Linked DNA regions of Sus scrofa: all the other regions are linked to region 4. The links are chromatin contacts, called in public Hi-C and promoter capture Hi-C maps. All regions are on one chromosome and are shown on one strand. The core of a region is the stretch at or near the end of the contact, and the rest is flanking DNA. Distances in the headings are between cores, read along the strand shown. Region 1 overlaps C14H12orf49 (UPF0454 protein C12orf49 homolog). Region 2 overlaps C14H12orf49 (UPF0454 protein C12orf49 homolog). Region 3 overlaps MED13L (mediator of RNA polymerase II transcription subunit 13-like). Region 4 holds the start of MED13L (mediator of RNA polymerase II transcription subunit 13-like). Region 5 overlaps C14H12orf49 (UPF0454 protein C12orf49 homolog).

Region 1 (2,700 bases), core at 130-2,629, 190 kb before region 4:
AGCAATGACTGAGCTGAGAGTGAAGCTGGTAGTCACACAATTCTTTTATGGAAGGATCTGATTTCATTGGTTTGGGGTAAAGGGTTTTGAAGATGAATAGAACTCTAAAGTCTTGAGGTTGCTTCCATTTTACAGATAGGACAACTACAGCCCAAAGAGTTAAATAAAGTGTTCCAGGCTCACAGCAAGGTGGTGGCCAAGTTGGGACTGGCAACCAAATGTCCTTAATCCCAGCTGCAGTCCCAGCCTACATCTTTGCTGCCAGGGATTCCAATTCTGAGATGTTAATCACATGTACAACCTTCCAGAAGAACCAAAGACCCTGGCTTACTTCCTGGAGTCTCACCTAAACCTCCATCTGTTCTTTCATCTGTCCATCTATTCATCCAACACTTAGGCACCTAATGGGAGACAGATATGCTAAGTGTTAGGGTGGGAGTAGAGAAGAGATGACGATGGCACATAGTAGGTGCTCAATAGATAGTTGTGGAAGGGAAGGAGGTTGGGAGAGAAGGAAAGAAGAGGGAGCTCCCGTCGTGGCTCAGCGGAAACAAATCTGAGTAGCATTCATGAGGATGCAGGTTTGATCCCTGGCCTCACTCAGTGGGTTAAGGATCTGGCATACCATGAGCCTGTGGTGTAGGTCACAGATGTGGCTAGGATGTGGCATTGCTGTGGCTGTGGCGTAGGAAGGCAGCCACAGTTCCGATTTGACCCCTAGCCTGGGAATCTTCATTTGCTGCGGGTGCAGCCCTAAAAAGCAAAAAAAAAGGAAGAAAAGAAGAATAGTCCCTACCCTCAAGTCACACAAGATCTAATTTGGGAAACAGATACAACCTTATATGTGAGATGAAAGCATAGCAATTAAAATTTCCCCTTTTTCCCCATATTTATTAAACCCAAAATGGCCAGGAGGGATCTGGAAGGAGAAAACCAGGAATCACCAAGCGTCCATAAAGAACAGATTTGTTAGTTTGACAACTTTGACTTCTTTTTCAAACTCCAGCAACTTGGTTTGATTTTCCTTTGGCCACTGGTCCCAGGGTCCTTGGCTCTGGTCTGAAGTGGGGAGGGCCAAGCTCAAGCCACAGTCAGGCCCTCCCATCAGCCCCACCCTTCTCCATTTCCCTTTTCCAGTTATTCAGGCTTCTCAGGCCATTGCAACCTCCTGTTGCCAAATGAACATAAATCAAGAGGCCACAGCTCCAGGCTCTTTGAGAAACAGGGAATTTGCGGAGCCTTTCCAAAGGGGTGCATGGGGAAGGAAGGGGAAGAGGCATAAGGAAAAAGTTCCATGTGGTTCCTTTAATCACTGGGTGGAAGGAGAGAGGAGAAAGTTCAAACAGAGCCATGCAAGCCAGGCTGGGAAGCCAGCTCTGAGCTCCACTGTTTAAGCAACTGCTGTTGGCATCACCGAGGTTTGTCTTGGCCCAAACCTGTCCTGGGAAACAAGAGAAGCTCACGCTCTTGGAATTCGCTCCCTTAACGATTCACTCAGCAACTCAGCTTTGGTGGACAATTAAAAAAAAGAAGAAAGAAAAGCCATGGAACCGATGTTAAATGTGCGCTTCCCTAACTCATCAGCTCGTACTGGGCTGGGAGAAAGAGAGCAACTTTCTCTCTCAGCCGTGAATAGCCCCTTCCTAGAGTGGGATTCCAGGTGAGACAGAGAGAAGCAGTGATCTGGAACATTCTGATTCAAAAACTATCCGTTGTACTCTACAGGATTTGGAGAGAGGCACTCGATAAACAATGAAAGTGCAAGGTGGCTCTCAAACAGTTGTCTTTTATGGAGTGCTTTTCATGCACTGGCGCTGTACCAGAACTTTCCATCCTTTGTCTCACTGGGGCCTCACAGCCACCCCACCAGGGCATATGCTTCAGCCTCACCACACAGGTGAGAGAGCTGGGTCCTGGTCCCTTACTGACCTGCCCAGAGACACACAGCTAATGAGTGGGAGCATCTGACTGTGCATCCAATCCCCTGTGATGCTTCTACCCCAGCCATGCTCTTGACTACCCTGCCCTCCTGCCTTTATTTATTGCTTCATCTCCACCTGTCATCACCATGTCCTCTCAGAGATGTAGAAGAACTGAACAGGTGTGTGCTCAATCACAGAACAAGATAGGACAGCGACCCCAGGCAGTGTCTTCCCAGCTGGGTTACTGAGGTTCTTAGCAGCCCTGGATGCTTGTGGAAAGTAGTAGTGTGTGGAAAAGCCACTTGATTAATAGGGTCCAAAATCTGGCATCCTGAGACCCCTTGCAGATGTGTAGATGGAAATTAGGGGTCCATGAATTTAGCTGGGGAAAAAAATAACGTTTACTTTCACTCACCTCTAGTAGAAAGGCAGCATTTTCTTCTCTGAGGAATGCAGGTGATAAACCTCTGTAGCATCAGCAGTTCCTGTGACTTCAGCAGGAACTGACACGTGCAGATGGCAGAGACTTTCCTATCACTAACAGTCCTTGCAGAGATATCAAAATATTGTTTGTGCTCCTCACAACTTAAAAATTGCAGTAGGACAAAGCCCAGTGGCTAGATCTTGATACTTACGACATAATAAAAGAAGCTCAAATAGTACTATTTCACAAACTCGGGTTTTCATATTTTGATACCTGTATTACAGTATAATTGGTTTCCTTTGCAATCCTATGTGCTTTATTTTATGCATGTAAAAGCTTGATTCCAAAAAGGGG
Region 2 (2,700 bases), core at 172-2,671, 150 kb before region 4:
CCCTGAGTCCATTACTGTGGCTGGGGAGCCAGGTCTTCCCCTGATGGGCCAGGCTTGGTTCACATGGAGCCAGTAAGACAGCGTGGCTGGGCCATGTGGACCGTAACGGGTGAGGGGAGTTGGAGGCGGGCTGGCTCCTCCTCTTCTTTATGCCCCTGTCACAGGCCTCCCACCCAAAGTACCTGGCCTACTTTCATCAGAAACTTCAGTGGTCACCAAGCCCCAAACCCATCTACTGCTGGGACACGGATGAGTCAGCCATCGCCCCTGCGCCCCACCCCAGCTTCCAGCTTTCCCCTGGGGCTGTTCAGCTGGGAACTGCTTAAAAAGAGAGAGGAGCCTCCAGTGGAGGAGCCCAAAGATGCTCAGATTAGAATCAGGTCCTGGGGAAGAGGGGGTAGGTGCCAGGCAGGTGGAGGGAGAGGATGGGGTCAGAGCAAGCCGAGGGAAGGCAGGTGAAAAGCACAGAGGCAAGAAAAGGCTTAGGGAAACTAAGACCCACAGAGAACAGCAATAATAACAATACCTACTGGCTTAGCTCTGGGGTGAGGGGCGTGGCTTTGTCATGAGGATCTCACCACGGCCCTAGGAGATAGGTACTAGGAAATTACTTCATATATATACAAGGCACTTAGCCCAGTCCCTGGCCACGTAGAAAGTTCCAGATGGATGTGCACTATGATATACATAGTAAAAAATAATAGTAATAATAATAACAGGGAGCCTTGGATGATTTTAGCAAGGGAAAAAATGGGAGTGAGGAATTTGGGAAGAAGGAGAAGAGCAGGATGGCTTAGAGCCATCAGTCTTAAACAGGGGTGATTTACCCCCACCACAAGGGACATTTGGCCATGTCTGGTGACATTTGTGGTTGTCATAATTTGGGAGGAGGATGCTACGGGCATCTAGTGGGTAGAGCCCAGGGATGCTGTTAAACATCCTGCAGTGCACAGGACAGTCCCCGCCACAAAGAAGAATCCAGCCCAAACATTGATAAGTTTAAGGCAAAAAACCTGGATTTAGGTTAAATATGGGGGCTGGTGGAGCACATCGTATAGGTTGTCAGAAGGAGGCTCTGGGCAAGACAAGGGACCTGCCGTGGCCAAATACTAGAAGTTTCCTCCTCCCCACTGCCCGCCCTCCCCCACCAAATGGGCATCAGAGAAAGGTCTGTAGGCCCCAGAAGACGGTGGGCTGCCTTCTCTGCAGCTGCCTGTGCCGCTTCCAAATCCCAGGCCCAAAGTGTTCCTTGAGCGGGTGCAGATGTCCCGCGTCCCTGCTCCTCTTGCCACTTGGAGCCCCCAGCCGGAAAACTGGCCCCCTGGCTGCTCAGCTTGCAGATCACAAAGCCCGGGCAGCGGGCCTACCCTTCAGTCCTCTGAGTCAGAAATGTTGATTTGTTATAGTAACATGAGCACAGGGGAAGTACGGGAGGAAAGTGAGCAAGAGAGAGCACGCTCAACAGTGAGTCAGGAACAGTGAGGCTGACCAAGACAGAGATGGGGAGATTCAGACAGACGCAGCAGGAGAAAGAAAAGTAACGCAGACTGAGAAAGAGATGGGGCCGAGATGGCAGGAGACAGCCTGAGAGTCGAGGGGAAACAGAGAACTGGTCTCAGAGAAGGCAGGACGGATTGAGATGAAGGAAAAGAAAAACGGAGATGGAGAGAGAGAGAGAGAGAGAAGGAGAAGGATTAAGTGTAAGGAAAGACAAAGGAGGAAAAAGAGGAAAGATTTCCTTGCAAACCCCTTGGTCCCGAGCCCATAACTCTCCAAGGGCTTTGCCTTATTTCTGCCACAAAACTGGAGAATCGGGCTCGTTTTCCCGTGGCAGGTCTGGGACGAGCGGGCATTGTTCACATTATTGCTGGTATTCCCTGCTAACTGGACATTAGCCAACAGGAAATTCCTGGGACAAATCTTTCCACTCAGAGTCTTTTAAAACTTTTATTTATTTATTTTAATTTTCCTTCCCCCCACCCCGAGGAATGAAAAAAAGAGAGGGGAAAGGAAAAAAAAGAAAAAGAAATGAGCCACTTGGTACTAGAAAAACATATCCAGCAACAGCCCCAGCCAGGCTGGGGGGGCAAAAGGGGGGTGCCAGAGTCCATTGTGTCCGCTCTGTCCCATTCTTCCTCTGGAAGGATTTATGACCTCACACTCCCATGACATCACAGTGCGTTGCCATGGCCCCTGCTTTATTATCATAAACAAAGGGCTGATCTTTGGGACACTGGCCCTGTGAGGGGCGGGGCGGGGGGAGGCACTGTGTAATGTGTTTTCTTGGGAAGGCAGCTTGTTCGCAAGTCTGAAAAGCTGCAAAAATAGTTGTACACATAGTACCCTCCATGCAGCCCTGTAGCCTCTTGGACAAGTTTGGGATGGAAACAAGGCAGATGAAGTCAGCTCCCTGCAGGAGGATCCTCTGGTTCGGCATGTTTTCCCTGCCAAAAAGCAGCTTCCTGGGCTTCCTTTGCTGCTCTGAACAAGGTTTTCATTCATTCATCCCAAACGCACTGAGCACCTACTAAGTGCTAAACACTGACAGAGCTGAGTTACATAGATGGATGGAAAACCTTGATGTGTGCTGCTGCCCCCCCCCGCCCCCCACTGCCGAAAACCTGGAATATTCAACAAGTACTCAAATATATTAACAGGAATGCCTAAAACTGTAACTTGGGTTAAATGTGCTGAAGGAAG
Region 3 (2,700 bases), core at 100-2,599, 170 kb after region 4:
TGCTTTTGGCCCATAGCTTCTTAGTTAGCCAAGAGTTGATCCTTAGAGTGAAGGTACTCATTTGGAAAAAGTACAGTTAAAATATAACATGGAGAAAATTTGAATTCTAATCATGGTAACAGAAACATTATGTTTGTAAATTAGTAGCTTTTAATGCCCTATGGTATTGTGATCCAATAAAGGTGATTTTCAGAGGGTACATGAGTAATGTCCTTGGATGTGGTGGTTCAAGGTTTTCAAAATAATAAATATATTTAGTAGAACATGGTGGTAGTGTACTCTTAGTTGGAGAAATGGTGATGTAAAATTGCAACATTGAGGGTTATTGAGTAAATAATGTTATAAGAAGAGCAGGAAATGAGTAATTGATAAATTCCCATTTTATTGAATTGCTACAGTGTGCAGGTCTTTAAAGGAAGTAGGGAAATGAGCCTTTAGACCTAAGGGGAATATGCATTAAAAGGAACAGATTCTGCAAACATTATAGACACAAGTAAATGAAAGCATATATATAATTATAAATGTCTAGAGAGAAACATGTTCACCTTAAGATTAATCACTTTATTTAATATTTCTAGGATTGGGAAAGGATTAAGAGTTTAAATTTTAAAACTTAAATTTATTATTATTGTCTATTTAGTTAGATCAATTGAAAAAGGTTTCTTCAGCCTTAAATGATATGGGTTTCTTTTATTTGGTTGGGAATTGGGAGTACTGCATTTTCTTGGGGGGACACATTTTTGTGTACATTTTGATGTAGATTGGATTTGGTGAGGTAAAGACTTGGATGCTGGTGGGGATGTTCTGGTATGAAGTTACATAAAATTTAGTCTGTCTGAACAGCTCTGTAAGTTGATGCTAACACTAAGGTGTGGTTTAGTTGAGAAGGTATTAGAGGAATACTGTCCTTGGACTTTTTTTTTTTTTTTTGGTCTTTTAGGGCTATGCCTGAAGCATATGGAGGTTCCCAGGCTAGGAGTTGAATTGGAGCTGCAGCTGTCAGCCTACACCACAGCCACATCAATACCAGATGCGAATCTCATCTGCCACCTATGCCACAGCCCAGGGCAACACTAGATTCTTAACCCACTGAGCGAGGCCAGGGATCAAACCTGCATCTTCATTACCATTGAGCCACAATGGGAACTCCTGGCCTTTTTAATCTATAAAATCTGCCATACCTACATAATTTGAAGGGCACAGAAGGAGCCAGAGCCAGCGGTGGCTCCCTTCTTAACCTTCCAACTATCCCATCAGGGAAATGGTTGCTGATTTTTATTCTCTGCTTGCTGCTATGGCTCTTATAGTCTTACATTAAATCTGCCCATAATTTGGGGATTAGAGATCGTGGCTTGCCAGCTTGAAAATCCAGTCGTTCTTGTAGTTAATTATTTACTAGTATTGACACAGAAACATGTGTATACACAACCTGATTTCTTTATTTTTCAGCAGCTATTTCTTTTATTCTTCAAACAGTGACTTTGGGGGAGGTAGAAGGGGGTTCGGAACTATTTCTGAGGAGAAATGCTTTCTTAGAACTATTGCATAAAGAACATTTTATAAATCTGAAATCACATTGTGATATTTCAATATAATATTGTACTACTTTACAGAATGTCAAATCTTAATGGTAAGGTGATTTTGAAAACCTCAGTAATAATGACTGTTGTTACTGAGTGGACACCTGGGGTTAACTGCTATATATTCTTAGCATCATTTGTGATGTTGATTTGAAGAAATTTTTGCAGATGAGGTATGTTTTCTGGCTTTATGTATTTGTCAAGTTAAATACAAACTTTGTCCCTCAAAAATAATAAAATTTAATAGAGTAAAAGGGAAAATTATATTTGCAATATTCTATAGTTTTTAATACCTTAGTGACATTATTTCTCTTTAAAAGATTTGCTTAGGAGTTCCCATGGTGGCTCAGTGGTTAACAAACCTGACTGGCAACCATGAGGATGTGGGTTCAATCCCTGGCCTCTATCAGTGAGCTAAGGATCACCAGATGCTGTGAGCTGTGGTGTAGGTCGCAGACATGGCTCGAATCTGGCATTGCGGTGACTGTGGTGTAGTCCAGTGGCTGCAGCTCCAATTCAACCCGTAGCCTGAGAACCTCCATATGCCGCAGGTGCAGCCCTAAAATGACCAAAAAAAAAAAAAAAAAAGATTAATTCTGTTCAAGTATAGTGAAAATATGGATAGTAGTGCTAGTCTCCTTAACAATTTTTAGCACCTTTGTGATTTCCTGCATGTTGAGTATCTGCTATGATTTTAGTCTAGAGTGAATGGTGATCAACCATAAAGAAGCAAAATATGTAATTTTTGGAATCTCAGACTTTGAGTGTCTCACTAGCAGGGACACATACTAGTGTGAGGAATATTCAGCAGTGTGAGGTTGCCCATGTTTAGTGGTTACAAAGAAAAAGAGTAACAGTATTACACTGTGGATAGTAAAACACTGGTGTATAGCCTTCATTCCTCAGATTATTTATCGAGCATCTACTAATTTCGAGCAGAACATAAAGTATATTACATAATAGGCACTTAATGTTTGTTGAACATTGCTAATAAATAAGATAGATAACTGTGTCTGCCCCCAAATCGCTCATAGTTTCTTGGGAGAAAAGAGCCATAGAAATGAATCATTACAACTCAGTGGTGAAAGTGATGATTAGAGATGTTAGAGTGCTATGCAGG
Region 4 (2,700 bases), core at 95-2,594:
CACATTCGGTTTAAAGCATGCAAAGCGTAGAGTGAAAAGCAGTTTCTCTCTCCACTTTTTTTTTTTTTTTGTCTTTTTTTTTAGTCTTTCCTAGGGCCGCACCCATAGCATGTGGAGATTCCCAGGCTAGGGGTCCAATTGGAGCTGTAGCCGCCAGCCTACGCCACGGCCACAGCAACGCGGGTTCTGAGCCACATCTGTGACCACAGCTCACGGCAACGCCAGATCCTTAACCCACTGAGCAAGGCCAGGGATCGAACCTGCAACCTCATGGTTCCTAGTCAGGTTCGTTAACCACTAAGCCACGACGGGAACTTCTCTCCCCACTTTGACTCCCCAACCCCAGAGGCAACTGATGTTACCATTGTTTCATGCAACCTTCCAGGGATATCTCAATCAATAATTTCTTTTTGAGGTTATTCTATGTCAGTACACATAGAGCAAACTCATTATTTTTAATGGCTGCATTGGATTATACTGTTAACTACTCCCCGCATGATGGACATGTAAGTTGCTTCCAGTGTTTGTCCAACAAACAGTACTATAGTTTACATCTTTGCACTGCATGTCTATGTTATACACCTGGGCAAGAATCTTTGTGGGATAAACTCCTAAAAGTAACATTGCTGGGTCAAAGGGAATGCTCATTATAAATTCTGATGTTTTCCAAATTGATGCCCAAAGCTGTGGCGCTAATTTATATTCCCTCTGGCAGTGTGTGAGAGTTCTACTTCCCTTCACAGTTGCTTAAGCTTTTAAAATATTGTCAATACTTATTATGATTTTAATTTCTGTTTTTCTTATGATGAGTGTCTTAGTCTGCTTGTTGGGCTGCTCTAACAAATTACCATGGACTGGGTGGCTAAACAAGGAAAATTTATTTCTCACAGTTCTGGAGGTGGGGAAGTCCAAAATCAAGGTGCTAGCCAATTTAGTTCCTGGTAAGAACCCTCCTCTGGTTATGTCTTCAAAGGGGGCTGGGTGGGAGTGGCAAGAGAGAGGGAAAGGGAGAGGGTAGAAGAGAAGGAGAGAGAGAGTAATTGAGGGCTTGAAGTCTTTTCGTTTTGTCTTACACCATGCACTAATCCAATCATGAGGGCTACACCCTTGTGACCTAATTACTTGCCAAGGTTCTATCTTCAAATACCATCACACTGGGAATTAAAGTTTCAACATATGAATTTTAGAGGGACACATACATTCTGTCAATAGCAGCAAGTGAGACTGAGCATCTTTTTTATATTTTTAAAAGCCATGTGTCTTTCCTATTCTCTAAACTATTAATGTCCTTTTCTCATTTTCCTCTTAGGTTGCTTTGGGAGTCTAAAGAGATTTGCTGAAGAATGAGAACTGGGTGACCAGGTGTGTAGGATGAAGGTCTCCTGGGATATAAATATGTCTGGATATGATGGACCATCACAATGATTGCTCAGGCTCAAGTAACACCATGCATGTCGATACAGTGCTTTGACATTTCTTTTTTCCAAACGTTTTCACCAACAGTATCTTAATAGAAATGTGCAGTGGACTGAGGTCAGTGGGTCAGCAACTGGGACCCCTTTTGGACAGGTTGGGAAATGAGGCTCAGAGAGTTAAACTATGGTGATCAAAGTAATACAACTAGGGTTGCCAAAGCAATCTACAGGCATCTGCCCACAGAACCGTGTGGATACAGGCTTGGGCTCTGGAGCCAGATAGACCTGGGTTTGAGCCATTCACTAACTGGAGAGCTTAGAGATATCACTGTGCTTCTGAGGTTTGACCTAGAGTCTAAGGATAATAACAGTATCTTCTTTATGTGGTTGTTCAGAGGACTATGTGAAATAAGGTAGGCACACTCATTATAACATAGTGTCAGTGGGTTATAACATAGTGTTGGCCATGATAGTACACATTATAACATGCTGCTCATGGGTTTTGCTTTAGCAGTTACTTGTAGTAGTTCCTAAAGCTCAATTCACATGTCTAACACTTCTCTCCTTTTGTTACACTCCATCTTTCTCCTGTTTTCCACTCTTCCTCTCTTTTAGTCCAATCTACACGGCTCTTCCACGTTCGAGGGCTTGTTAATGAAGAAGTTATCTTCTCTCCTCCTTTGCATCGAGGTCAAGCCTTGAGGGCTGGAAAAGAGCCTCCCTATGGTGGCATTCCTCTGTACTCCCATACTGGAAATGTTGGTTACTGATTGAATGCTGGAGGGAAGGTCTGCTCCCAACACAGCCCTAGTAAAGTGCCTGGGAGTTAAAAAAAAAAAAAAAAAATTTCTGGCACAAAGCAGGAGATTAGAAAGCATTTATGCAATGAATGAACGCATGCTCACAGTGCCTAGGAGTAAGGGTTCAAAAGGCATTTCTGCATTTCTTAGTGCCTGGTATTCAGTAAGCGCTCCTGGGCGAGGGTAATAAACCTTAGTGCAAGAGCTTAGCTTCCCTGTGCATGGGTGCAGGGGTTTGAATCCCATCTCCTCCTCTTCCCAGCTGTGGGCAAGTGACTTAATCTCTTTGTGCTTCAGTTTTCTCATTTGCAAAACACGGACGACAGAGTGAAACCTTGAGACACGTGGACATGCTGTCTGGCCAACAGCGAGCCCCACCACCCAGTCGCCCAGGCCGTCAGAGGCACAGGTTAGGGGCCCCAGCTCTCCGCGGCCACTGCCACAGGCATTCCGGGGGTGAGGTAGCGCCGCGTAAAGATCCTAGC
Region 5 (2,700 bases), core at 171-2,670, 250 kb before region 4:
TTATGGTATAAAACTCATCTGACCCCCTCCCCTGTGAGTTGGGGCTTGGGGATATGGCCACTACTTTGTGTCTAGAGAAACCCCACGTACCCCAGAGAGCCATGGGACACTTAGAGGAGGAAGGTGAAGCCACCAGGCACATGGGGCCACCCAAAATGAAAATAAAGCCTACCTTCCTTCCTAAGCTCTTTAAACATTCCATGCACGCACACACCCCTGGACAGATCTCCTCTATATTTCTGAGCAATAGATAGGATGGATGGCATGTCCATCTAACAGACGAAAAAAACGAAGTCCCAGGCAGAGGGTCCTACTCAATAAAGAAAGGTTTCTAGGTGAGGAGGATCAGGCACTGTGGTGGTGAGTGTCTCATGGCATGTCGGTGGCTGGACCATACTAATCAAGGTCTTCTGCCTTATGTCCCATGATGTTTGCACTTACTATCTGTTAGGCACCCTGTTCATCTCATAATAACAATTATAGCCAGAGTCGTGGAGGACTCTATTACCTGAAGGTCCCTCTACTCAGTTTTGGATGTGCCTTCACTTCATTGCTCAGAGAAAGCTTTGTGGTGTGGGCACTACTGTCGCATACAGGGGAGGACACTGAGACTTGCAGGGCCACTCAGCTCACAAGTGGGGGCTTGGCCAAGGCTGGTCATGTGCATTGCTGTGGTGTGGGGAGCTCTCACTCCTGTAAGGAGAGCAACATGCCAGTTTTCTGCATGTCAGACTCTCCAAGCTGTTCCTTCCCAGTGAGCAGCACTCCAAATAGGAGAGGAAGGAGACCGCTCTTGATGAAGCATCTTCTGTGGGCCAGGTGTGTGCACCTATGTTTTCCATACCACCTGGTGAAGTAGCCGCAGTTGGGTCCAGAAGAAATCGAGGCTCATTGGGTTGACGTTATTGGCCAAAGCTGGCACAGCTGGTGTGAGGGGAGTGGAGACCTGGCCTTGGACGGTGATGCCACATGACTCACTTTTTCTGCCGGTTTTGGCTCTCCCAGAGGACAGGCGGTGGGGAGGGTTTGCGGCAAGTCTTCAAGTCACATAAGAACCCCAGGAGCAGTTCTCCTGCGGCTTGGTACGTGACCTTAAGCACAGACTTGCAGGACAGGAGCCAGAAAGCCACTCTCCTACCCATTGTTGGGCAGAGGAGCTGGGGACAGGACCCACGGCCAGTCCAGCTTAGTCCCGCTGCCCATGATGGACAGCAGGTGGCGCTGTGGCCCCGGTTTAACAAGGACAGTGGGAAGGTGGAAAGGAGAGGGGGAATCCAGAAAGAAAAACTAGTGGAAAACAAGGATTTAAAAAGAAGAACAATTTGTTCCAAAACATTTGCCTTGTAACGGGGTCATCTATAAATTCTGGGATTTCCTGTTTGCCGCTGGGCAGGCTGGCCGGCAGGCAGTCCACTCTCTGACTCTGCAGTCTGGAAGAATCATTCCAGCCCAGCTCTTGAGCTCAGAGCTCCAGCCTCCCCTGGCCCAGATTGGCTCTGAAATTTCCCGGCTTTTGTGCCCATAAGCAGGATCCTGTGACAGCAGGTCTCCTTGAGCCATGCTCCAGTTTCCACGGCGGTGGGAGGAGGAGTGAGATCATGGTCATTTTTAAAGGAGAGCCTGTCTTCATAATCTCCTTGTGTTCTCCGTGCTGCCAGGCTTGTTTTAAGGCATAAAAGAAAAGACTCAAATGAAACAATCGGAAGTGGATCCTTTTATTTGTATTTTTCATGGTTAGGATTTTGTGTGTATGTGGTGAAAACACTTAAGATAGATGTTTTTTAGCAAAGTTGAGATATGCAATACAGTACTATTAACTAGCAGTATTATTGCCTAGGTCCCCTAACTTATTCATTTTCTAAATGAAAGTTTGTACCCTTTGACCAACATCTCCCCATTTCTTGCACTCCTCAGCCCCTGGCAACCACCATCCTAATTCTGCTCTCTGTTTCTGCAAGATCCACCTTTTCAGATTCCACATTTAAGTGAATGCAATGTGCATGCAATATTTGTATTTCTGTGTCCATTTTATTTCAGTTAGCATAATGTCTTCCAGGTTCTTGTTGTTGCAAATGGCAAGATCTCCTTTTTATGGCCTAATAATATTCCATTGTGTATGCCACATTTTCTTTAGCCGTCCATATGTCAGTAGACACTTGGGTTGTCTCTATATTATGGCTATTGTGAATAATGCTTCAGTGATCAGGAAAGTGCACATGTCTCCTCAAGATCCTGATTTTATTTCCTTTGGATGGGAATGCTGGGTCATATGGTAATTCTGTGTTTAGTTTTTTGAGGAAGGAGGTGGCCTTTTTAAAAAGGAGAGAGCTATCCTAGCCAATATGGGGATGGAAACATTTCATTGGAAAAGGAAAGAAAATTCTTTTTTAACAGCCTGGTGGAACTTGAACTAAGTCCCAAGCCATCAATGAATGAAATACTAAAGAAAATTCCCATCTACCTAACCATGTATCCACCTATCTATCCATTCACTTATCCATCCATCCATCTATCCACTCATCCATCCATCTACCTATGCATATATCCATCCATCTACCCATCCTCCATCCGTCCATCCATCCATCCAACCATCCAATTGCTCACTCATTCTTTTAGCAAGCAGTTATGGAGTACCTGCCATATGTTTGTACCTCATCCTGAGATTAAGCCTAGCTCAGCTCTGTGGTTCTTCCTGGGACC

The links. Promoter capture Hi-C pulls out the DNA fragments that hold promoters and counts their contacts. Hi-C and Micro-C count contacts between places; a contact is called where the count stands out from the background.
Region 1: a contact with region 4 is called in a promoter capture Hi-C map of liver, with 4 times the contacts expected there. The contact joins the enhancer-like site here to the promoter of MED13L in region 4. A contact is called at or near these places in 4 of 5 promoter capture datasets (fetal liver, fetal skeletal muscle, liver and 1 more), 5 of 47 Hi-C or Micro-C datasets (embryonic fibroblasts, fibroblasts, heart right ventricle and 1 more) and 2 of 2 datasets of contacts at active chromatin or transcription factors (alveolar macrophages and skeletal muscle).
Region 2: a contact with region 4 is called in a Hi-C map of embryonic fibroblasts, with 3 times the contacts expected there. The contact joins the enhancer-like site here to the promoter of MED13L in region 4. A contact is called at or near these places in 2 of 5 promoter capture datasets (fetal liver and skeletal muscle), 7 of 47 Hi-C or Micro-C datasets (embryonic fibroblasts, fetal skeletal muscle, mesenteric adipose tissue and 2 more) and 2 of 2 datasets of contacts at active chromatin or transcription factors (alveolar macrophages and skeletal muscle).
Region 3: a Hi-C map of liver shows a contact between it and region 4, with 2.5 times the contacts expected there. The contact joins the enhancer-like site here to the promoter of MED13L in region 4. A contact is called at or near these places in 2 of 5 promoter capture datasets (liver and skeletal muscle), 2 of 47 Hi-C or Micro-C datasets (epiblast stem cells and liver) and 1 of 2 datasets of contacts at active chromatin or transcription factors (alveolar macrophages).
Region 5: a contact with region 4 is called in a Hi-C map of skeletal muscle, with 6 times the contacts expected there. The contact joins the enhancer-like site here to the promoter of MED13L in region 4. A contact is called at or near these places in 4 of 5 promoter capture datasets (fetal liver, fetal skeletal muscle, liver and 1 more), 18 of 47 Hi-C or Micro-C datasets (adipocytes, alveolar macrophages, brain and 12 more) and 2 of 2 datasets of contacts at active chromatin or transcription factors (alveolar macrophages and skeletal muscle).

The regions. Positions count from the first base shown.
Region 1 is chr14:35,865,807-35,868,506 of Sscrofa11.1, forward strand. All of the region lies in intron 4 of C14H12orf49 (UPF0454 protein C12orf49 homolog), which reads left to right. Among named protein-coding and RNA genes, the nearest start is that of C14H12orf49, 160 kb to the left of the region's middle. Within about 2 kb of position 1,380, at least 19 of the 83 cell types and tissues checked have an H3K27ac peak or open chromatin away from gene starts, as enhancers often do. A contact at or near this core is called in alveolar macrophages, liver and skeletal muscle, where this site is marked.
Region 2 is chr14:35,913,165-35,915,864 of Sscrofa11.1, forward strand. The region is part of intron 5 of C14H12orf49 (UPF0454 protein C12orf49 homolog); the gene reads left to right. Among named protein-coding and RNA genes, the nearest start is that of MED13L, 150 kb to the right of the region's middle. Within about 2 kb of position 1,422, at least 44 of the 83 cell types and tissues checked have an H3K27ac peak or open chromatin away from gene starts, as enhancers often do. A contact at or near this core is called in alveolar macrophages, embryonic fibroblasts, fetal skeletal muscle and 3 more, where this site is marked.
Region 3 is chr14:36,234,997-36,237,696 of Sscrofa11.1, forward strand. All of the region lies in intron 3 of MED13L (mediator of RNA polymerase II transcription subunit 13-like), which reads left to right. Among named protein-coding and RNA genes, the nearest start is that of MED13L, 170 kb to the left of the region's middle. Within about 2 kb of position 1,350, at least 3 of the 83 cell types and tissues checked have an H3K27ac peak or open chromatin away from gene starts, as enhancers often do. A contact at or near this core is called in liver, where this site is marked.
Region 4 is chr14:36,060,490-36,063,189 of Sscrofa11.1, forward strand. It overlaps MED13L (mediator of RNA polymerase II transcription subunit 13-like), which reads left to right and starts at 1,345. Exons shown (of 31, transcript XM_021073127.1): 1 at 1,345-1,362. C14H12orf49 (UPF0454 protein C12orf49 homolog) reads left to right here. Exons shown (of 6, transcript XM_013990355.2): 6 at 1,310-1,342. The coding sequence ends at 1,327.
Region 5 is chr14:35,813,076-35,815,775 of Sscrofa11.1, forward strand. All of the region lies in intron 4 of C14H12orf49 (UPF0454 protein C12orf49 homolog), which reads left to right. Among named protein-coding and RNA genes, the nearest start is that of C14H12orf49, 110 kb to the left of the region's middle. Within about 2 kb of position 1,421, at least 29 of the 83 cell types and tissues checked have an H3K27ac peak or open chromatin away from gene starts, as enhancers often do. A contact at or near this core is called in omental adipose tissue, retroperitoneal adipose tissue, skeletal muscle and 1 more, where this site is marked.